Regions from separate parts of the Gossypium hirsutum genome. Here regions 1 and 3 are each linked to region 2. Evidence: chromatin contacts called from public Hi-C data. All regions are on one chromosome and are shown on one strand. The core of a region is the stretch at or near the end of the contact, and the rest is flanking DNA. Distances in the headings are between cores, read along the strand shown.

Region 1 (4,231 bases), core at 379-2,878, 160 kb before region 2:
TTCTTCATTTAAATTTATATTTAACAATAATATTTCGTATAAGTTCAATAAAAAATATATAATTTAATATAAAAAAATTAACAGAAATTTTTAGAATTTTGAAATATTGATTTAAAATTTTACAAATTTCAATATTACTATTAATGCATATTTATGTTATAAATAATATAATGCTACTATTTTAATAATTGATATAATAAAATCATTATTTCATAACATATTGTTTTATAATAATTTCAAAGTTACTAATTAATTAAAATTTTAAATAGTATTCCTAATATTTTATGAGAAAACTAATATATCAATTATAATTTAGAGGTATTTAGTAATAAATTTATTATAATACAAACTTCAAATATTTTAAAATTACAAAATATTAATGCAAATAATATTGAATAATTATTACAATTTTTAAGAGTTTTAGAATAATTATATGATTAATTCAATAATAATGTTCATTTAATACACGAACTAGTATTACTTTTGTTATTTCAAATTAATATAATACGTTAAATAACGTTATTAAATAATTAATATTTTAGATTATTAATTAGTATTTTAATGATAAACAAAATTTTCCTTTAAAAAAATAAATTTTAAATAATTAATATTTTTTGAATAATTTTATTATAGGTTTTAATTATATCTGCTTTTTTTTAAATAATGGCTAAAAATACTCATAGCTCCTTCATAAATAGAAGGATAATATATTTCAACGTACTTAAATTCACGCCATCCTGCACTGGAAACAATACGTATATCAATCAAGTTAAAACTTAATTAACTTAATAATTAATATTTTAATATTTATGCCAATAATTCTATTTAGAATTACAAATGTAATATTTTAATATTGATTATAAATCATATTATTATGCTAATACTGAATTAATAAATAATTTAAATAAATTAAAAGTTAAAATTCTTATATTTATTCCAATATTGTTATTTTGGGAAAAGAAGGTAGATTTAAAAAAAAATATTTTTGATTTGGTGACCAAATGCTAAAAGAATATGTACTTTTCAAATTTATTTTTTAATATTTATTTCTTAAATATAAACAAAATTTATGCACATTAGTCAAATGAAAAGGAAATAAAACAAAGTGCTGCTGACAGTACCAAAAATACAGTGGGCATAAAAAAGAAGAAGTAAAGGGGCAATCTAGTAAATTCAGATGGTGGGGCAGCTCTCCTCTCGCTTTCCGACGCGGATTGCACTCCATGTCTGACGCACCTTGTTTTGACTCGAATCTCACTCAAATCTTTAATCCCGACCGCCCATTTTCATGCCGAATCAAATACACTTTCCCAACTCATCTCTACAAAGATGCGCAACTCCCTATCCGATCATCAAATTAAAAATCACTATATTCAATTTTTAAATTGCTCTGACGTAAAGGAGATCCACGGTCCTAATTTCGTGAATCGGAGGAATGGAAATGAACCACGATGCCAGGGAAAGATAAAAGAAGTATATCTGCCAACGAGGCCTGGCAGGGGAAAAAAGAAAAGCATCTAAATACGTATGCTGGGTGGGCCCCAGCCGCATTTGCCATATGTCGGTGAGTGAAAGTGGTCCAGGCCGTGACGTGTCCACTGTAGACCGACTCACAGACAAGGTGGACCCCACAATCACGCAGCAAAGGAGGTTGCGTAGCCAGCTCATTTTTATGCCGCTTGGACTCTCTAGAGATCTTCAATGGCCCGCGTGTCACTGCCATATCTCCACGTGGGAGGATTCCGCGTGCCTTCCCCTCATTAGTCCCTCCTCTTTAATCCACCCTTCATGATTTCATCAACTAAACCATTAAAAAGAACAGTTGAAGATTTGTATTTTTAATTGATATTTTTAGAAAATTTGAAGACTAAATAAATAAGACTACAAACTCTTATCATATGTGTATCAAATTTAGAATAAATACACATTATTTGAAATTAATTAATAATATATGAAATATGTATGATGTTAAAATAAAAAAGAAGTTAGATTAAAATTGTTTATTATGATGTTGTTATCGATCTTGAGTCGATATCTAGTTAGCTTATTACACAAACTCAATCAAATATAAAATTAAATTGTATAAAATTTCAAAATAAAATTTTAGTTGAGTGGAAATTTAAAAATTTTACTATTACAATTGATTCAGGTTTAAATATTACCATATGTATATTTTTATTGAGTTTTTAAATAAAAAGATTAAATTATCCTCAATTAATTAATTTCCTTTTAACTACGAAAAAATATTTTTATTATTTCCTTAACCGAGTTGATAACACGATTAAGGGTGACATTAATTCAATAAAAACACTTAATAAATAGTATAGATATGTAATCATTTTTAATTTCATTTCTTTAGAAAAATAAAACTAAATTTTGGATCAAAATTTTTTAAAAAAATGTTACAGAATGGATTCTCAAACTTTAAACTCTATTAAGGTTTATTATATATAAAAAAACCCTTTAAAACAATTTAATAATAAATTCAACTCTAAATTCATATAAAAATTTAATTCAACCTTCAATTCAATTTAAACAATTAATTGAATCTTTAATTGAATTTAAATAATTAATTAAGACGTCATCTTTTGATGCCATTAACTTCATTGTTAACTTCCCATGTGGCACGTTAGGGTTGTTCCATGTGGTGAAATCTGTAATTTTTATTATATTTGTTTAAAAAATAATAAAAAGATATAAAATTTCTAAAAATATAAAAATAATTTTTTTATTTTTTTAAGATTTTAAAAATATTAAAATATTTAAAATAATAGAAAAATCATTTCAAAATAAACCTAGAATTTTAAAAATTATAATAAGGGTAAAAATTATAAAAAAATATTAAAATTTATTTAAAATAGTATAAAATCACAAAAAAATATATTAAAAATTAAAAGAAATTCTCTCCCTCCTCTCTCTCTCACTCTCAATTATGGGTAAATTGTTATTTTCGATTAATTATTAAATTACTTTCAAAAGAATTTTTTATATAATAAGACTATTAATTCTAATTAACAACAATTTTATCATTATAATTATGATTTTGTTAGTATTGATTGAGTTTTAAACAAGTTTAATTTTTTTTAACAAATCACATTATACTTAAAAGGAAGAATTTATAGAAGTTAAAAATATTCATCATTTAAAATGAATTATATATGGTATACCCTCAAATATGAAGAGCTTACATAATGACTTAACTCCCCTACCCGACTTAAGTTTTTTTAGATTATTGGTGAAATTGACTCTAATGAGGTTAAAAATAATAGTAGTGGTGACATTAGTTATTATAATGGTAAAATTAGATATTGTAGCAGTGAGATTAAAACTTATAATGAAATGTGTGTTTAAATTCAAATGTATCTACAGTGATAAGATTAAAATAAAAAAATCTATTAATGAAATTATACTAAATTGTGTATATCTAAAACAAATAGTAAAAAAATTTACTAAATTTCTATTTCTATTAATAAAATGAAATATATATTCAAATTATATTTAAGTAAATAATAATTAGAACTTATTAATTATATTTATATTAAATAAATACTTAAAAAATAAAAAAATAAAATAATTTTTAAAAAAGTGAAGGTTGTATGAGAAATTATAATATATTATAATATTAATTACAATATTATAGTCTTAAATTTTTATTCAATTAAAGAACTGATGCATATAATAGTTTGTTAAAAAATCATTAAAAAATGCATATAATAGTTATTATTTTATTACATGAGATTGCAACTTGGAAAGTAAAAATAACAAAAAAAATCATGGTATCATGGGAAATGGTAGAAAATGGTACTACAACGACAAGTAAAAATCTTCGGTGGACAAAAATGGGGCAGTGAGATTATCATTCATACTGCAGTGAGATTTCCTCAACAGGGTCTTCCCAAATAGAAAACTAGTGTGATAAAAGACAATATATTTTCCAAGATTTCATCTCACCATAAGTAAAATGAGATCTAAAAAGAGCTTTAGATTATGGTGACATAACCTTCATACCCCTTCACCTTTAACGTCTAAGCTCGGTAAACTTTACTTTCTGGACTTTTTTAGCTCATGAAATTTAAACTTGAGGAGTTTCACCCTTTAACCTCAAACATTGCAATCTTGCTCCAGCGTTGCCTTTTTGGGACTTACAAAATCTAAAAAAAATATATTGGAATGACCCTATAAGACACTTATTAGTCCATCACATTCAACAACTATCATGTTTAGTCCCTTC
Region 2 (3,804 bases), core at 69-2,568:
AGGACAATGAAGAATGAAAAAAAAATATTGACTTTAACATGATCATTCACTGAAGTAAAATATTTTAAACTCTATAATTAAATTTATCAATTTGAAAATCACCCAAATTAAAAATTAAAATAAATCCCTAAAATTTTAATATGAATTCAAGATAATCAAGATATTAAAAAAATACTTTAATATAAACCTTCAAAGATGTTATCCGAAATATAAAACCCATGAAATTTTATAAATCAATCATTCAAATGAATAACCTTAATCAATTCCCAATTATTTAATATGTTCGAGGCTCGGATGTCACTTGTTAGAATTATTAATTAAGATATGATATAAAATTTAATAAATCATACATCAGGATCTTCTCATGTCAAATCATTAAGAACAAAATAAGAATAAAACTAGATGCAGAAGCATACCTAAATCCATAAATTCCTTGAAGTTTTTCCTGATCTTGGGAATTTGATCTTCCAAATTAGCACACAAGAAATTCAGAGAATATTGCTCTCTCTTTCTTAAGGATGGGATATTAGAAAAGATATCTTGTATATAATTTGGGGACCATAACCCTAATATTTATAATCTTGTCATATTAGTACTAATTTCTAATTAGCCCATCATTAATTAGAATTTGATTAGAACTCAATTGCTAAAATATTTACACGTATTTGACCCATATTTTATTTAATAATTAAAGCACAATAAAACATTAACCAAATTAGATCACTTTTAATTTGGTCTAACATATCATGATAGTAAATAATAATAACATGTAATTATTCTTATTATATATGTGATGTCCATATTTTTCAACACGTTCTTCATAGGATAAATCATGGCAACCAACCATTTCTGTATTAAAGGTCGAAAAGAAATGTATGGCCCAACTATACGAAATTTTGATTACGTCACTTGGGCTCCAAAATTTTTCCTGAAAAATAAAATGATTGTGATTCCTCCATATGTGCCAAGCAAGAATTCTAAAAAGGCATGCCCAATTGATTCCTCCCTCATGGATCATAGTATTATCTTACACATTAAAAAGAATCCAATCGAAGTATTAAAATTCATATTTTAACAAAACTAGACTTGAACAATTTTATTTAACTAAATTAAAAAAAATTAAAATGATAAATATTTTTTAACAGCTTTCAAATTAAATGGTAAATTTTCGATAAAATTCAAGTTATATTTTTATATAAAAAAATACCTTGATTTATAGAAAAATTAATATACCTTGAGTGAAAGTTTTTGACGATAATCAAAGTCGTGATAACCCGCCCATTTAAAAGGTGTAGCTAGTGGGCTATGACCCCTTATTACTCAAAACATGGATTGCATATAGATAGGGAACGAACCAATCATAATCCTCCTTCAAAAATCTTATCCACCTGTCAATCACTCCATTCGTCTGCCACCAAAACCTCACCCACACTAATAATACCATTTTTTATTATTACTTTTAGGTAATTCAAACATTCAGACAAAAATAAATTAGAAAACGAATTTTTTCTAAGAAGAGCTTTTTTTTTTTTTTTTTTTGAAAGCAAGGAAGAATACTACTGTGAAAGAAGGCAGCAAAAGGAAAGGAAAGGATAGGATTTGTAGCGTTCAAGAGGGCGCTTATCTATCTCAGAAATAGCAGTAATTAATTTTTGAGGAAAAAATGGCGGCAGCAGCAGCATCAGCTTCCATGTCGGCCACCGCCGTCTTGATTCCACGTGTTCCTGCAGCCGTTAGAACAACCCACTGTTCCGCCTTGCCGCCTGTCCCTCCTCGCGTTTCCACCGCTTCCTTTTCCTCGTCCGTTAAGCTAACTCCAGGTACTGCTGTTAACATTCTCCCTTTTAACGCCTCACTTCACTTGCCTGCTCTTCCTTTTGTTTGATTTTACTGAATGAAAATGAAAGCTTAATGGTCATAGAAGTTAAGAGTTCACTTCTATATCCTGTTCTTCCAAACACCATATTCGGAATTGAGATTGGTTTTTTCGGAAATGAAATCATTGGTGGTGGGTGTAGGATCAGAAACGTTATATTGGTGACAATCACACGTGTTAAGAGTAGTTGCAGTAAACTAATTATGGAGGCTTTTGTCTGAAAAAATGGGTCAATCTTTTGGACGATAATATGGGAGTTGGGACCCCAAATTTCAAATGGGGATGAATTGGTACCAATTCAAGTATGGGATAGAATGCAAGTAACAACTCTGGATGAATGTCGGACATGTTCGTATAACATGAATAGATAGGTAAAACAACTATGAAGTGGTCTAATATATAGCGCTCTTCCTTTATAATGCCACAACAACAAATAGTTTTATTTGGTTGTCTCTGTCATAGTATATGCATTTGACTTTGAGCTACGTATTCCTTGGCCTTCTATTTACCCTGTTGTTTTTGGTACAGAATCCCGGAGGTTTCCTTTTCTCCAAACAAAAGCAACAGAAGACACCTCTGTCGATACCGGGGAGCTTTTTGATGACTTGAAAGAAAAAGTGAGAAAATGGTGGCCTGCACATAATCAATTTCTTGCTCTTTTAACCTGCTGAACTGAGTGCCTGACTTGGCTTGTTTTTTCGTGGTTTTCTAGTGGGATAAAGTTGAGAACAAGACCACGGTTCTTCTTTATGGTGGTGGGGCAATAGTTGCCGTTTGGCTATCATCTATTCTTGTTGGCGCCATTAACTCAGTGCCCTTGGTAAGTGGAACTCTTCATGCTACACTTTATAACTTGTTTTATATGCTAATCCTATCTGAAATCAATGCATTTCTGTGCTTCTCAGCTTCCAAAGATAATGGAGTTGGTTGGACTTGGATATTCAGGATGGTTTGTCTATAGATACCTTCTCTTCAAGGTAAGTTTTCAGTCAAATATATATGGTCCCATGTATTTTTTGTGTGGAATAATCCAAGTTCTTTATGGGTGAGCCACATCATTTAAACACTTGCAAATTGTTCAACTTGATAACTCTAAAGGGAAATTTACAAATGCATGAAGAGACAATGATGTATTTGATGGTTTTGAATCAGCATTTTTTTGTTGCAAGTGCTCACTTTGAACTTTTAAATCTAGCTTATATATTAGAGGTGGTGTTCAACTTAAAAGAGTGGATTAATTTACGATTAAAATCAAATTGGTTATCAGACTATAGTATCAGATCATATATATGAACACTAAAAGCCGTGTGCTAAAAACATGCGTATTACCTCAGTCAAGCAGGAAAGAACTAGCTACGGATATTGAGGCACTGAAGAAGAAGATTGCTGGAACTGAATAGATGTACAGGATTGGCAATGGCATGCTAATCTGGCCTTCTTGTATCCTCTAAAAGAGACATCTTTATTCTGTAATTGTAGGGATTCCTTGTATGAATTCTTGTCACCTTTATATTTCCCCTGTTCCTGGAATAAAACTTGTCAATTTTATGCGCATGCCTCTAGTTTTCCTACTACATATAAATGCCATGTTTAGTGCAGAGATATCCCATTTCTTCCATTAAAATGTACAGTGACTCGCCCTATTATCATGTCAAGGTTCATGAACTCTGCAGAAACAAAACAACAAATTCGAGCATGCAAATGCCAACACTTCTTAATATCTCTCAAGAAACCATAGTTAAATTGCAAATCTTTTCCTATACAACAGAGTCGCCTGAATGTCATTCTAAAGCTGGAGAAGCTTTCTAGAGGTAGGAGGAACCGATATATAACATTCATAGTTTAATATTAACCAGCTGCCACCAAATTCAATACCCAGATTGATATCATACTTGAGACTCACATTAGCACACAACTCTGCATCCCCC
Region 3 (3,696 bases), core at 673-3,172, 220 kb before region 2:
CTCTACTACACTACGTAAAACATAAGCTGATGGTTTGACTTGGTGACGGCCAATGACCCCCAAGTTAGAGGGCAGACCAAACGAATATATGATGTTATTAAATGCTTAAACAACACACCATCAAATTAAAACAAAATAATGTAAGGATGCCATAATATTTTATCCAACCATATTATCCTACACAACTCTACATATATTAAAACAAGTGCAGTATGATGCAAATATTTGGTGTTTCATTTCAGATTAGCTTATCAAATTTCACCAAAGTCTTGGACACTTTATATATTGGGTTTTATTTGCAAACGCAACAAATCAAATCTAAGTCTTCTAAAAACAAAGTCCTAGATGAAAAACCAATATTGAAACTTCACTCATCTTAAGTTTTAAATTGTATGCTAGCACGCTTGGTGGTTTTGGTAATATAATTAGACTATAAAGTATAAATAGGTTGCTTTAAAAAGTATTTGTAACCAAACACTGGGATTTTCGCCATAAAAGGGTTTTCATTCAGTTCAATGAATATAAATTTTCATCAACATAATAATCCCTGAGAAGAAAGGAACCAAAAAAATATCCTTTAAATAAAGAGATTGGAGAAAAGTGCTTAACCCGGAAAAATACGGAAAGGTAAGGGTATAACCGACTTTCAAGCACCCATACCTAAAACAGAAGAGCGATTGCAAATTTCGAAAATCTAACCCACAGGATTTAATCTGTTAACTAAAGGACAAAAATACCCTTCAAACCGCAGTCGAAGATTTCTGCAGTTTTCCTGTAAGCTTTTCTCTCAATAAGATTTTAAGTTTTGGACTATTACCTATCATTTTAGATGAATCCACTAAAAGTCATCTTTTCCTTTTGAAATATCAGTTTTCTCTCAATAAGCTGTTTCGGTTTTCATCGTCTAATTTCCTCATCTGCATTCCTTTGCTTCGTTAACTTCCTTGAAACTTATTGTAAATCTTTCAGCCAAAACAGTCATGCAGATTCGAAATTTCCAATCAGAAATTACCACGAACTTACATAGATCCATGAAAAAGTAAACGCTGAAAGTCAGTAAAGACGAAGAAGAAGAAGAAGAAGAAGAAGACGAAGTGTATTTTCATAAATCCTACAAAATTCCGTATTATGTTAATATGGAAAAGCTAAATAAGTGAGTTGAAGACATTTCATTTCCAGAACAATTAAAAACTTGAATTGAATCCACTTCCCTACATTACCTCACCGAAACTTTTTTAAAATAAAAAAATAAAACTCCAAAACTAAATTTAATTCTTCAAATATAAACATCCCCGCCCGTTTATCAGACAACCAAAAGAAATCATTAAGCACTAATCCACTAACCAAACATTATATAAAACTCGAAAGAAGTCAATTAAAAAAAAACAGAACTCTAATTTTAACATACCTCGAAAATCCAAATCTAGAAACCTCCCTTCTCTCAGCAGCTTTACAGCGTGAAATTAATAACTCTCAATTGGGGAAAAAAAAGGAGCAGAAAGAGATATTGTAAAACAAAATACTCAAAAACACCGCATTATCTTCACTGAAAAACAAAGAGAAAATTTAAGGAATTTCTTTTTTCTAATTCGCAGAGACGGAGAAAGAAAAATAGAGAGAGAGAGAGAGAGAGAGGAGGGCGTGGGAAGAAGAAGGAAAGGGAGCGCCAAGGCAACAGCCACGTCAACAAAAACGTGTCGTAGAAAAGCAAGGTGTATAAATACAGCGTATATACGGAGGTGTTGAGGGGGCAAAGTTGGGTTGTTGAGTTGGCCCATCGATATTCGCGCTGGCCATTTTTATTTATTCAAACATCATTTGTACCGTACACGTGTTGGTTATTTAGTCGATCTACGCATATCGGGTAATGGGGGTCCTACCTATTCCACCCGTCATGTGGGCTTACGTGGTCATGTTTCATTTATTTTATTTTTTTTGGGAAGGGGTATTTAATTGCCTCGGATTTAACTAAAATGAATAAAATCTTTTGGAATCCACCAATGGCCAATTGGTGACGACCTAATTCTAATTGGGGGCGTAATCCACGCTTTTGTCACGTAAGAATTATTTTTTAAAAATATTTTAATTCGGCTTTTTCTTTTTTTTTAATGACGCTATTTTTTTCTATTTTTCAATCTGCATTTTTTTTATTTTTTACAATTATGTAAAAATTCGTTTTTTTCATAATAATTTTCTTTCAAATTATTTTTTAGGATATATTTTTTAATTTCGTAAAATTTTGATTTTGATCCCTTTCTAGACTAAGAAAAAAAAAAGCTAATTTCGACTGATAAATCTAATTTCAAACTTCAATTCTCATAACTATCGAGATTCGCCTTTTTTTCCTTTTATTTTTCTATTTATATAGAGTTCTACATCAGTTATGGGCCTTCTCGCCTTGCCAGCTTGTGCTTACTATTCTAATAATAATGTTCCGTTTGTTTCATTGAAAATGGACTAATTTACCTATAAATGCCCATTTCTAAATATATTTACGGAAATAAGTCAATTTCTACATTATTTATCAGAAATGGTCGATTTTGGCAAAAGGCGTCCACATACGAGCGTTTTAGGGTGAAATTTCTAGCAAATCGCTCCCTTAGGGAGCGTTTTTGCCATGTCAACAGAAAACGCACTGACGTGGATGCGCTTTGCTGACGTGGCAAAAACGCTCCCTATGGGTGCATTTTGCTCAGTGTTTTTTCTAGGTTATGGCTTTTTGCATGTTTAGTCCCTAGGGTTTTTTGGTTTAGGGTTTTGTTAAAATAATTTAAGGTTAAGTTTGTAGTATTTGTTAAAATAATTTAGGGTTCTAAGTTTTAGGAATTTTTAAAAATAAATCAGGATTTAGTGTTTTTTTAAAATTAATTAATTAGGATTTAGGGGTTTTAAATAAATTAATTAAATTTGGGTTTATTTTAAAAAAAAAATAATATTGTGTTTAGGTTTAGGGTTTAGGGAAATTATATTGACAATAAGGATTTTGGTTTTTTTCTATAGTAGTTCCTAAAAAAATAATTTTTAGAAGATGGTTCTGAACAAATAGTGTCAAAAACGCTTCAAGCAGGATGCACTGTCAACAAAATTACTGAAAAAACTCCCACATGGACGCTCTTTTTCTACAATAGTTTCTGAAAAAATAATTTTGAGAAGACAGTTCTAAACAAATAGTGTCAAAAACGCTTCAAGCAGGATGCACTGTCAGTAAAATTGATGAAAAAAGCTCCTACGTAGACATACTTTTTCTACAGTAGTTCCTGAAAAAATAATTTTGAGAAGACGTTTCTAAATAAAGTGTAAAAAATGCTTCAAACAGGATGCACTGTCAGCAAAATTACTGAAAAAGCGCTCCCATGTGGACGCTATTTTTCTACAGTAGTTTATGTTTGGCCTTAGGCTATAAATGAGCCAAATTTCATTCTCAGGTTGCATAAGTTACAGCAAGAAAAATTAGAGAGGTTAAACTAATAGAAATTGAAGATGAGTGAACGTATTAGTGTTGTTATTTACTATGATTGTGAGGTCTGTGCACCAAGAACGGCGTTGTTTTTTTATCGGAGAACAAAACGCGAATAGTTTTTAACCAGACTATAGATTTGACAAAATTTCGTAAAAGAATTAGGCGCAAAATCTTCGGAACGATGCCAATGAGAGTTTCTTCTATTACGTATCGGTTTTATGCTTCAATTGATCCCG

What was found. Hi-C and Micro-C count contacts between places; a contact is called where the count stands out from the background.
Region 1: a Hi-C map of hypocotyl shows a contact between it and region 2, with 1.7 times the contacts expected there. The contact joins the enhancer-like site here to the promoter of LOC107933524 in region 2. A contact is called at or near these places in 2 of 34 Hi-C or Micro-C datasets (hypocotyl and leaf).
Region 3: a Hi-C map of leaf shows a contact between it and region 2, with 3 times the contacts expected there. The contact joins the promoter of LOC107933527 here to the promoter of LOC107933524 in region 2. A contact is called at or near these places in 25 of 34 Hi-C or Micro-C datasets (anther, callus, cotyledon and 5 more).

The regions. Positions count from the first base shown.
Region 1 is chrA08:102,504,768-102,508,998 of Gossypium_hirsutum_v2.1, forward strand. No RefSeq gene overlaps it. Among protein-coding and RNA genes, the nearest start is that of LOC107933527, 55 kb to the left of the region's middle. Within about 2 kb of position 1,629, at least 5 of the 9 cell types and tissues checked have an H3K27ac peak or open chromatin away from gene starts, as enhancers often do. A contact at or near this core is called in hypocotyl and leaf, where this site is marked.
Region 2 is chrA08:102,666,638-102,670,441 of Gossypium_hirsutum_v2.1, forward strand. It overlaps LOC107933524 (protein CURVATURE THYLAKOID 1A, chloroplastic), which reads left to right and starts at 1,319. Exons shown (of 5, transcript XM_016865757.2): 1 at 1,319-1,820; 2 at 2,405-2,493; 3 at 2,589-2,696; 4 at 2,782-2,853; 5 at 3,211-3,430. The coding sequence starts at 1,664. The coding sequence ends at 3,276.
Region 3 is chrA08:102,449,762-102,453,457 of Gossypium_hirsutum_v2.1, forward strand. LOC107933527 (common plant regulatory factor 1) reads right to left here and starts at 1,923. Exons shown (of 12, transcript XM_016865763.2): 1 at 1,409-1,923.